2 separate regions of the Triticum aestivum genome follow, and region 1 is linked to region 2. Evidence: chromatin contacts called from public Hi-C data. All regions are on one chromosome and are shown on one strand. Each heading gives the region's core, a stretch centred on a gene start, on an enhancer-like site or on the middle of the called end of the contact. The rest is flanking DNA. Distances are from core to core; before and after follow the strand shown.

Region 1 (6,048 bases), core at 3,159-5,658, 160 kb after region 2:
AAACAAGAAGCAACAGTAACCAACCGTATTAAAGTCATGTGCACAAGATCAAAATAAACCAAACACAACCATAGATATATATCCTTGATTACCTCAACAGGACAAGATGGAGCGGAGTGCACGTCCATCCACTTTCCAAAGTTTTGAGGCCCACCAAACACGCTGTAGTCTATAGCATGCTTGGCCATCAGTTGGAAAAAACCAAAAAACAGCTAGCATGTAAAGAGAGAAAACAATGAACACTAACTAACAGTTCATGTATTGAAAAATAAAAATAAAAAAGAGGAAGAGGATAGAAGTTTCAAAATGGATGGCAGAGTTGCCATGTGGCGTAAGACATGGATACCATGCGCAGACAGCCATGGCTAACAAGGTAGTCATCTCTTGTTAGCCACAGACGGTTGCCGTATGGGGATTTTTTCATATGTTATGCAACGTCAAAATTGAAAGAATGTCGTGCAAAGAAGGAAGCCAGAACTAACCTGCAGTTTCCCGTATTTCGTATCAGTTATCTTGTCTGCGGCAAGCACAGCCTTGACAGCATCGTAAGTCCACGCAGAAACAATAAACTTGTGTGGAGGCGGCGGACCTCCTATCCCAGTAAAGTCCACAGTGGACAGATCAAGACGATCGACGTACATGAGCTGATGTACAACAATGTAAAAAGAAAAAAATATCAGTTGCCATCATGGTATTTTGCAAAAAAAGAAGCTAACATATGTTCCTTCAATCATCAAGTTGGAGGGCATGAAGAAAGAAAAGATTTGCCATGTATTTCTGTTAGTTGCCATCTATATGTGTTAGTTGCCATCTAGCTATGTTGGCAGTTGCCATCTTGTTATGATGGTAGTTGCCACAATGTCACCATCATGGTTGCCATGCATACTCAAGGAGCTAAGAGTGTTTGCAAAAGACCAGTACAAAAATACCATTAAATGGAGTCGACAACCCTTCTGGTACATCTTGTTTGAGAATGCATCATGCAGGAAGTCCGCAATGAACTTACACCAATTCATGTTCTTCACATCTTTCAGTTTTGCCTGCACGACACAAATTTCAGGACAAGAAGTTGCTGCATCAGAAATCAAATGGGAAAACATCAAAAAACTGGCAGTGACTAGCTTACAGATGACATAGGAGTCAAAAGATTGAAGGAAAAATAAAAGTAGTAGAGATAGAGTATTAACCAGGATGGGGAAGCATTTGTTGCTTGGGCGAAGAGATATGGTTGGCACAAAAACAGCTGAGATCAGGTACATGAGTAGCTTCATCTTGAAAACCTCGCCATGGGTTGTCATGCCCTCCAGTGAATTTGCCAGCACGGTCGTGTTCGGCATGGATGTCAACCCAGGAAACAAACGGGCAAACAACGTTTCCTCAATCTTATTATTGACCTCATACGGGACTTTGATCTCTCCACAGGGCACACCCAACGTGCAGAACATGGATTCCTCATCTAACGGCAGTCTTCCACGTCCCGGAATCACAAATTCCCTGGAGGCGGGCTCGTAAATCTCACCGAGCCAGTCACATACAGGGTTCACTAAATTCTTGCACCGAACATCCATCAGAACCTGCATCCCCATCTCAGCAGCAGCTCCCTTCCGGTCGTCGGTAAATCCCTCGGTCAATATACTCAGGCGTTCCTGTGAAGCCCTATTGCGATTACGTTTCTTCTTCTGCAAAACAGAGAAATGTTCATTTGTTGCCATGTTTCACCATCATGAAAATTTAGTCCCTATTAGACGATTGCAAACTCAACATGACATTGAAAACATATGGGGGAGGGGTGTGTGTGTGGGGGGGGGGGTGGACAGTTACCTCATCGCCGTCTGTTGTCCGTCCAGTTGCGCGATTCTGCCGAGGTAACTCCATGAAATCATCATCATCGTCTTAATGATCGCCGCGAGCCATTCTGCTGATGTAAGAACAAAGCAAAAATGTCAGAGTGAAAATGAAAGTATGAAGTAAGCAGTTGCCACCTAACAGAATGTACTTGCCACAAAGGCTCAATTGAAAGTGGCAAAAAGTACTAGGTTGCCATATATTGTGGTAACATATAATATGGTAACTCACACTCTGTCCTCATACAAAAAATGAGTTGTCATATATTCAAAGGCGAATGTACTAGGTTGAAATTGCCATGTTAAAATGCAAGACAATTCAAAAAGCGGTGAAAACATCTACTGAACAACCTGTAATGTGGCAACTCACAAACTGACCTCATATTAAAAAATGAGTTGCCATGTAGTACGGCCAAATATGTTCAGATATCACAAGTCAGTATGGCAAACACAAAAAGTGAGTGTATTGTACAGAGAATTTGCCACATTATCCTGCCTATATCATGGCAACAGCCTTAGTGTGTTAACAGAAATACTTGCCACATGGAAATCATACTGTGCGGCAACTGACACATTTGATCAGGAAATTAGTTGCCATCCAGTGCACATAGTTGCTGAAACTGCCATGACTACCTATTTACTACACTTTATCAGGCCTACAGCATGGCAACAACCATAGTGTGTGCACACAAATAGTTGCCGCATGGAAAACATATTTGTGGCAACTGACACAGTTGATCAGGGAATTAGTTGCCATCCAGTGCAGATAGTTACTGAAACTATCATGTCTACCTTCTTACTGCACTTTGAAATACAACTACCTAGATCTAGGGTTCATTGGCAACAATCATAACCTGAAATTCGTCAACAAAAAACTTCCTGCACTGCTCGCAAAATAGCATTTCGAGACAGTACATAACTATGAACACCCACACCCCCTACGATTGTCCAACAATAAATGTGGCAACTAAACACATTGGCTTCATTAAAAATCTACAGTTCATAAGGCAATTTAACAAATGTTGAAGTTGCCATGTTAACGCAAAAGAAACTAGAAACAAAAAGGGACACATACTACAATGCACAAACATATAATATGGCAACTGACACCCTGTCCTGATATAAAAATGAGTTTCCATATCTTCACAGGCAAGTGTGATAGGTTCAAATTGCCATGCTAAAAGTGCAGGACAATTCAAAAAGTGCATAAAAACATCCACCACACAGCATGTAATCTGGCAACACACACCCTGACCTCGTATTAAAAACGAGTTGCCATGTATGTTCATATATCACAAGTCAGAAGGCAAAACGCAAATTCAGTCTACAATACAGTGAATTTACCCCATTATGCTGCATACAGCATGGCAACAACCATTGTGTGTTCACAAAATTAGTTGCCACATGGCAAGCATGTTTGTGGCAACTGACACGGTTGATCAGGAAATTAGTTGCCATCCAGTGCATATAGTTCCTGGAACTACTATGGCTGCCTTTGTAATTCACTTTGAAACACAACCACCTAGATCTAGGGTTCAATCCCAACTATCAAACCCTGAAATTAACCAACAAAAAACTTCCCGCACCAATGGCAACAACATTTCAAGGCAATGCATGACTAACAACTACAAAAACACCGGCTCAAATCGAACCGCAACACCCGGATGTGGTTGCGGACAGGGCGAGCCACACCGGCATGACTGCCACCGCGGCGGCGACGAACCTGCGCAATGCCATCCTAAACGGCAAACACGGGACTCCGCCGCCGACGGGAACGCCGGAGCACCGCGATTACGCCGTAATCACTATGGATCTTGAGCGGAGAAATCCACCGCAGAGGGGAGAGGGGAAAATGCAGGGAGGAATGTCAGCGCGGGGAGGAGCATTACCTTCAAGCTGTGGGCACTCCGGCGTAGACTCTCTGGTCCGGCGAGCCCCACCGACGGCCGCGAACGCCGTCGACTCTTCCGCCTCCGCCGCCTCCTCCTCCTATCGGCTTCTCCTCCAATCGAATGAACTGCTGCGGATGGTGGGTTGGGTGAGTAGAGAAGTGGGGGGAGTAAATGGAACCGCACACGATGGGAGTGTGAAGTAGAGAGCCGTGCTAGACGGCAACCGCATTCGGGCGACGCGTGCGGGCGCAATCGCAGTCCCACCGCACGCCCCCGAGTGGCAACCGTTGACTGCGGAGAGGAAACCGGCATGCGGGCGACCCCTCTTACACACCACACAATCGACTTGTCCTACGTGGCACACGAAATCAGCCAGATCGTGTCAAGATTCGTGCAACAGCTACTGGACGGCGACGGATGCGTGTGCGCGAGTTGGCTAACGCCCACACGTGTGGGCGTTAGACTTTTCGTTTTTTTAACACAAACATCACAACTTCTGATCCAAGAGAACATCAGTAGGAACCCACATTAACAGAAAGTTCTTTACGTAAAAAAAACACACATTAACAGAGTTAACTGGATCTACTCGGCCCATTCTGCTTGAGGCCCAATTACAGAAAGTGTCGTTTTTGCCCAAGGCCTGCCTACCAACCATTGTGCCCTCTTCCTCAGCACGCTCATGGACTGGACCTGCAAGGAGTTTGACTTTACAAAGGGATTAAGACTTGGATTCCTCTCCGTCGCCTGACGAGATGGCCGTGCCGGCGCCGGCCAAGGCGGTGCGCGCGCTAGCAGCCACGGCGGCGGCGCTCGTGCTGCTGTGGTGCGTCCACTTCGGCGGCGGCCTCGCCCTCAGCTCCCCCACCAACAAGGGGCTCATCTTTAACGTACGTAAGAACTACCCCCTAGCTATCCGTTGATGGATCGTGGATGTGACATTTCATTCCGGGGAGATGCCCCGGTCCTTGGTTAGGTAGGATCTTTAATTGCTGAGAAATTCATGCCGTCGCCTGCTTGGTTAATGGCACATGCGTGGCGGTTAATGGTGGCGTCCTCCTCCGCTTTTGGTCGCAAGACTGTGGTGTGCTAGCTGTTCTCGTCTTACCTGGATCTAATCATGAAACTTGATGATCCAATGCTTGCCCTTTTTTGTCCGTATGGAAATAAATCACATGTATAAGACTCCAGGTTTTTCTTGGAAGATCTTTGCTGAAGGCCATTTTTGAAGTTTAATCCCATGTAAATGTAATCCTGGAACACAAGTACTACCTACCTAGTACCTACTCCCTCCGTTCCTATAAGACCTTTTAGAGATTTTAATATGGACTACATACGGAGCAAAATAAGTGCGTCTATATACATCCGTATGTAGTTTGTATTGAAATCTCTAAAAGGGCTTATATTTAGGAACGGAGGGTGTACATTCTAAGGGCTATGCCCATAAAAGGTGGATTGTGATTGGCAGAGTTCCCTATTTTGAACTAAACCAATTCCTAATGGCTAATGTTATAAGCTCAGGGAATTCTTTTGGTTGTGCTCAAATTCGTAATGTTGATTACGTCAAAATTCGTAATGTCATAAGCTATGCAGGTTCATCCTGTGCTTATGCTGATTGGATTCATCATCATAGGGAGTGAAGGTTAGGTTCTCTTCTCTTGATGGGTTTTGCGTGATGAGGAGGTTTAAGCATTTCTGATCAGCTACCCGTAGTTTTTCTGCAGCCATAATGAGCTACAAAACATTGCCATGGAGCCATGACACAAATAAGACAGTCCATTTGATTCTTCATGCCGTTGCGCTTTTTCTGGGATCGTTCGGGGTATATGTTGCCTTCAAGTTTCACAATGAAAGTGGAATCGCTAATCTATACAGCTTACACTCCTGGGTTGGACTTGGCGCTATCATTTTGTATGGTTTACAGGTAATCCGCACAAAATCATTAGCATTTGGTTATTCCATATTCTGCGAATCTTGGAATTTAAATAGCCATAGTTATTTGGATTGTTCCTGAAAGAAAAACAGTTATTTGCCTTTATTTGTTGCATCTGTAAATTTTAGCAATACAGTAATTTTAGTGCCTCCAAGGAGTTCTCCACTAGGAGTCGTCACCATGGGAGTCACCGAATTGCTTAGTGAATTTTAACTTTGAAATCTGTTATGTTGTGCTCCATCTGTAGAGGGAATATTTTCTTTCCCTTAAAAAATAAAGAATATTTTCTTAGGAGATAACCAAAGCAATAAGCACTAGAACAAAGCTCTCACGGTGTTTGACATGATAAAGGATACTTTCCAACTAATGGAGGGTCTTTGGG
Region 2 (6,680 bases), core at 1,215-3,714:
TCTCTTCGGAGTGCATCCCTCTCATCCCTCAAGCTACTCATTTCCTTGGAAAGATCTTGCCCTCGCCTACTCTCTTTAACAATTTGCTTTCTGAGTGTCTGCAACTCCATGTCTGAGACATCCAGTTTTCTTGTCAAAGTCCCTATCTCACTTCTCAGCTTCTCTACATCATCCTCTGCACCTCTCAACCCCGTCTCACCCGAGTTGCTCGTCGACCCATCGGTGCTAGCATCAGGAGCTGAGCTTCCTGACCAGTCACCAGAGCTCAATGGGTTTCTCGATGTGGCGTTGTTGGCAAAAGGCGAGAGGACATTGGTCGCATCCTGAAGAAATGTGCTATGCATGTTCGCACTGGTTTTGGGAGTGAATCTTCCTGAGCTCCCATCTGAACCCGACAACGAAACGGCGTCAAAGCCATTGGCGTTGTGGAGGTGGCCGGCCGGCTCAACAGATGCCGGCATATTTCTTCTCAAGGGAAACCTCATCCCTGGTGGTTTGCTGATCACCAATCCATCCTGTACAAGAAAGCTATCAGTTACTATCTGATGAACATACGGAAAGATGACATAGTACATGCACTGTTCAGTTCTAAATTCTCCCCCTTCACTACAGGAATGAGAAATTCAGATCTCAAACAAAAAGTTCCACGCAGCAAATGTGACCCCCGAAATGATCAACTAGAGAAACGTAGCTTCCCTTTTTCTTTGCAATATGCTTAGCATGCCAAAAGCTCTCTTTCTTGGCCATCAACAGAAATGAAACAAAGCAATGCAATGATGATGGACCAAATAGGGAAAGCTCTCGAGGACTCCTCCCCACTAACCATCACTGGTTACTTACATGCACAGGGCTCATCGAATCGGCAGCAAGCGACCTCGCCTTCTCGGCTTCCTCGTCCTCGCACCGGCTCAGCTGGCTCTGCAGCGTCCTCCGCGGCGAAGACTTTGCTGTGTCGCCGTTCTCACTGTCGCCGCGAAGAGCAAGAATCAGTAACCAATTACACAATCAACGCCTGAATCAAAGCAAATGCACCATGCCTAAGGCACACACCGAAATGCAGCAGGCACAGGCACAATCCTCAAGCGCAAACAGCCACAATGCAGATAGCAGCAATGTGTAAGTGAATCTGGTTGATGTGAGATGAGATGAGATGATCTCTTAAAGCTCAAACCAGAATGCAGCGGATGTGTCTAAACTAATCTCCAACCAACGCGACGCAAGGCGACCTACCTCCCGTCGTCACCGCACCCACCGCCGGCACCACCCACCACCCGCTGGATGGTCACCTGTCACACGGAACAACAGCAGCAACCATCAAAATCAGGAACCGCGAGCGCGTCGCCGTCAGAGGTCACAGGAAAACGCCGCAAGCTTTTTAAGAGGTGGGGGGATCGGTGCTCACGTGCAGCAGCGCGCCGGGCGCGGGGCTGCCCTTGAGGGGGAGCGTCACCGCCGACGGCTTGAACGCCTCCGCGTACTCGGCCATGTTCACCGTCGCCTCCCCCAGCAACGCCGCCTTGGCCGACCCCTGCACGGACCGCGGCATTGCCGAGTCAGAACAAATCGAGCACGATCGCTCTCGATTGATGTAATGTGGGGCCGGCTGTCCTCACGGTCTCGTAGACGAGGAACTGGTAGATCTTGTCGCCGGCGGCCGCCTTGGCGGAGGGGAGCTTGGTGGCCTCGAAGATCGGGGCGGGCCAGCGGCAGGCGCCGTCGGCGACCTCCGCGCGCTCCGTCCGCGCCGTGGGCCGGCCGACGTCCTGCGGCGTCACCACCACCGTCATGGACTCCCACCCCAGCTCCGGCACCTGCAGAAACACGCGCGCTCCGTCCGTCACGCCTCAAATCGAACGCGAAAACCAAGAACCAAGACCAAAAATTCTGCTTCCTCCGGAGCGAGCAGGGGATCGTGCCGTGCCTGGGTGGCGTGGAACTGGAGCTTGAACACGGCCTTGGCCTTGCCGGCGCCGCGCCACCTCGCCGACTTGAACATGCCGGCGACGGCGGGTGCGCTCCAGAGGAATCAGCCAAGAAGCCAACCGCCCCCCAACAGAACCAGACGAAATCTTGCTTGCTGGCTAGTCCGTCACGCCTCGATCGGCAGCAGCATTGCAATGCCGTGCGCGCGAATCCAGTGACGCCAAGCTTGGCATTGCTGTGCGGTGCGGGTGGTGGTTAGTTGGAGCGGCGAGAGCAGCACATGGAGGCAGGGGCGGAGCACGCATAGAGAGTGGGAGGGAGGGAGGGAGGGGCCAGTGGGTGACACCGCAGGCAAGCAAGCAAGAAGGCCGGGGCAGGGGCGGCTTTGGGCAAAGGCAGGGGCACACCACCAGTGGACAGATCTAGTGAGAGAAAGGAACCCAGCTCAACTCTCTCTCGCACACACACGCACTGCAGCTTTGCTTTGCTCTCTCTCTCTCTCTCTCTCTCTCTGATTTGGGGGTTTAGGGACTAGGGGGGGGGGGTGAGAGAGAGGAGGTGGGAGAGAGAAGGTTCTGAGTCTATAAAATGGTGGTCAATTGATTTGGGGAAAAGGGTAATGGAGATTTATTTAGCTAGAGCGAGGTGGGAGGATGGCGACGGATAAAAAATCTGGAGCTGCCATTGCGTGAGCTTCACAGCTGCGCCGGCAGGAAGGAGACTGATCTCGCTGACCCTCTGGGCCGTGCTGAGCTGTGTGGACCTGCCGACGGCAATTCTTCTTCTACTTCTGTGAAAGAAGCGTGGACGTGTGAGCGACTTACTTGAGACCTACTACTAATTCAGCTTCTTTGCTGGTTTGTTGTTTTTGAGATAGCTCATCACTCATGTCAAGTGGTAGCTTCTTTGCTGGTTTAGCAAAGGGGTTAGTGAGGTGCGTGTTGGAGTGTTGTCCATGTTTCTCTCTTCTTGTGAGAAAGAGGGTTGTCGATGTTGATGTGAAACCGTGAGACAAACGGTGCGATCTTTGCTTTCACTCGTGCACGTCTCATGGAATCTGAATTATGAAACCGCATGTTTATGCGTATGTCTTAATAAACCCGTGAGAAAGACGTCGCGGGTGTTTCTACAAATGTTTTTGGTTGGATTTGATTGGATGCCCAAGTGGTGTGTTTGATGAATGATACGTCCGGTTTATTTTTCACACGAACAAAAGGATAAAATGATGTGTGATGTCATTGTATATGTGGAAGCATTAAAAAATTGGGAAACGTTTATACGCGGTCGACCGGCTAAGTTTTTCGCCGGTTCGCACCGCTCACTCACGCACACGCTCGTCTGCAGGTGGGCCCTGCATCGAACGACCCAAATCCCCTTTACCTTATCTCTTCAGGGCCGATGAGATCCCCTCATTTCTTCCTCGTGAACGAACACATCTACTCTGGTCCACGAGCTCCGTTCCCCCCCTCTCCCTCCATCTATAGGCGCTTGCTCTCCCCTACCGGCAACAAGCTGTGCCGGCCAGCCATGGCAGCTCGTCAAGTAGCTAGTGCTCCTCCGCCATGGCAGCACGTCAGTCCCAGCGCCACACGCAGCACCCACTCCCTCTTTTTCTGCCCTCGAGGGTTCATCGAGTCCTTGCTCCTCCGCGAACCCCCCCCCCCCCCCCCCGGACCGCACCGGTGCTGATGCTGTCGACGACGACCACCCGCTGCTGCCACCACGCTGTAGTACAAGCTCCAGACCAAGTGGGCGGACGAGATGCTGGAACCGGCCTCAGTGGAAGCTACAATCGGCGGCAATTTTTGCTACAAGTGTTTTTTTGTTTTGCTGGAGTCAGTAATTTATTTTAGGATCTGTAATTGAGGGTGTTTTCTGCTGGAACCAGCTTCAAATTTTGCTACCACCATATATTTTTTTGCTACCACCATAGAGATGTTCTTTGCTACTACTGTCTTTTTAATTTTTGCTTTTTTGCTGGATCCATCTCCTTTTGCTGAAACCGCTTCCAAATTTTTTGCTACCACTGTCCTTATTTCTTGTTGTCACTGCCTTTGATTTTTGCTACCAACTCGTCTCTTTGATTTTTTGCTGGATCCATCTTTTTGCTGGAACCAACAATTTTTTTTGCTACATCCAGCTTTGATTTTTGCTACCGTGGATGGCCGGCCAGCACGGCTGCGCCGTTGGCCGGCATGCACGGGCAGCCAAGGATGGGCACCTGCAGCGGCGAGCGCGGAGTCCCCCATAGATGGGAGTTGCTGGTCAACGCAGAGCCAGATGCGAAGGGGAAAAGATGATTAGGGGAAATTAACGGTTCGAGGTGGCCTAATCCTACGGCTGGGGGCCGACCGGCCGAAATTTTCGGCCGGTGCGCTGGCGCCTAACAGTCGCCTAAAAAATTTCAATGGACGTGACACACATGTATTGATTAGGGTTTTGCATGATTTTAGCCTAGTTATAATCGGGTTACTCTTTCGTACTCGTAGATTACAACAAACATTGCTCAAGACCCTATTTATAGATTTTGTGCCAATTACTATACAACCATTCCTTTACCAAAAAACATATGCATATTGCGAGGGATGACGCGGCACATAAAAAAATCACGAGTATTTCAAGAAACAAAAACACCACAGCCGCCTCAACGGCAAAAGAACACCCAGTCGGACCTTGTGCTCATCCGAAACTGTTGAGAACCCGTGATGCAAAAAAAAGAAAACGTGGAGAAGCCAACGGCGCTCCTCGGACAGTTGGACGCATGGAGCCAGAGCCGGGTGGCCTAGCCTAGCCTGCATGCAAGGCAACAAGCTAGTACTCCTACAAAGGATCACGACGTAGTAGTACACTACACAACAGGTCCTTCAGGTGAGGTGTGATGTGAGCCTATAGCTATCTCTTTTTGTCCACGCCGGCTTTTGGACGTACTCCGGCATCTTCCTCCGGCGGCCGGTAGCGAGGGCCAAGTCCACGGCAATCTTCCTCGATCTCTTAGTCCGACGCTGGCGAGTGGCCCCAGCCCCATCCATCGCCGCATCCAACGTGCACGCGCATGGTATGGTGCCCGGCCCTATGCGCAGCGCATGGCATGTGCACTCCTCCACGACCGGGCACGCCGCCATGGCATCGGATCCTCTGCCTCCACCTCCGGTCATGCATGGACGGAATGGAAGCACAGTACTCCTACTACAGTTTTTGTTTGCAGTGTCGGTCGGCTGAGCCCGATATTTCCCCCCCTGCATAATAGTATAAACAAAAAATGGTCTGCGAGAAGACAGCCATGCAATGCAGTGCAAGCAGTGGTGACTCACGCGTTGGGTGGCTTGACACTCTTTTCCGCCTTTAGGAAAGCCACGAGCCCGCTTTGACTTTTGCCCTTTAATAAAACACGCTAGTTTTTCTGCCTTTTTCGCTGATTGCCCTAATAATCTGCGGTTTTTTTTTTGGTGTACTGAACACGCTGAAAAGAAGAGGAGACTGTCGGTGCTGGCCGCGGGTCACTCACTTTCATGTACGCTGGTACAGCAAAAAAATCAAGTGCAAAGCGATTGATTGGGCATGGCCAAACCAACCATTTGAGACCTAATCTTCTCGATCGGGTTGGCGCGAGCAGCTCATAGGATGGTGATCGCGAAAAGGAGAAAGGGGCAGCCCGCTGGTCGATCGACTCGTCTACAACTACACAAGTGGTAGGGCGCGGGCGCACCTTCAAGCTAGGTTATGTTAAAATGTCCATCGGAATGCACCGGTGCCACGAGAGGCCTTTGGCTCCGACGTGACTTTGCGGACGTTTCACGGCAAACCGCGCGTGGTTAACGTAGAAATCGGGAAGATCCGCTTGCCGATGCCGTCACTGTGCTAATAGGAAAACGAGAGACGGGAGACTCAAGGTATCAGTCAATGACACTGTGGTTTACATGTGCGTGGAGCATCAACTATGAACAGTGCGGCATTCATCCCGTCTTTGGCTCTTTCTCCGGTGGCAATTCCCCCCACGCGGGTACGCACTGTACTGTCCGTACATACCCATCCGTTCCTTCGTTATTACTCCCTCCGTTCCTAAATATAAGTCTCTGTAAGGATTTTAATATGGACTACATACGAAGCAAAATGAGTGAATCTATACTCTAAAATGTATCTAGATACATCCGTATGTGGTTCATAGTGGAATCGCTCCAAAGACTTATATTTAGGAACGGAGGGAGTACAAGGTTCTTGCATGCTTCTGCTAGCAAACTGCACCCGCGTGTCGCCCAGTCGTTTGCATGGATTCATCAGTCCTACGGTGAACAAAAGAAAATACTCAGAAATGAAGTTACCACAACACGGCATGCCTTGCCAAGTACAGCGGCCAAACCACAACTTTTTACCGGAAAAAAGGCCTCCCTCGACTCCACGGCAAGGGCAACTGCTCGTAAATTCCCACCGCGGGTACCACCACCGGGAAAGGTTATGGATCGAGCCGGTTTAATTGTGAGTCTCGGGGCAGGGCGGGGCACACAATAAACGCAGTTGTACGCACGGTGCCCTGCCCTACTGCGATGGAAAAGCGAAGCGCGCGATGGCGTGCATTCGCTGGTCACCCGCGATCCCACCTCCAACGTCACGTGCCCGGCGACACGATCTATCTACTATCTCTCTACGTAGCCCCCTCCCCTCGGCGCTGCCTGTTTATCTATCTACCAGTGGGTGTGGGTGCGAGTGTGGGACTGTGGATCGGGACGGGAGCACAGCAGGGCAGGGCACGGTGGAGCGTG

Evidence for each region. A called contact is a pair of places that touch in the nucleus more often than the background predicts.
Region 1: a contact with region 2 is called in a Hi-C map of leaf, with 3 times the contacts expected there. The contact joins the promoter of LOC123181196 here to the promoter of LOC123181195 in region 2. A contact is called at or near these places in 2 of 5 Hi-C or Micro-C datasets (both in leaf).

The regions. Positions count from the first base shown.
Region 1 is chr1D:237,508,872-237,514,919 of IWGSC CS RefSeq v2.1, forward strand. LOC123181196 (probable ascorbate-specific transmembrane electron transporter 1) reads left to right here and starts at 4,409. Exons shown (of 4, transcript XM_044593451.1): 1 at 4,409-4,623; 2 at 5,327-5,375; 3 at 5,458-5,657. The coding sequence starts at 4,489.
Region 2 is chr1D:237,348,373-237,355,052 of IWGSC CS RefSeq v2.1, forward strand. LOC123181195 (putative leucine-rich repeat-containing protein DDB_G0290503) reads right to left here and starts at 2,465. Exons shown (of 8, transcript XM_044593450.1): 1 at 1,922-2,465; 2 at 1,614-1,811; 3 at 1,403-1,528; 4 at 1,231-1,286; 5 at 841-964; 6 at 1-515. The coding sequence starts at 1,996.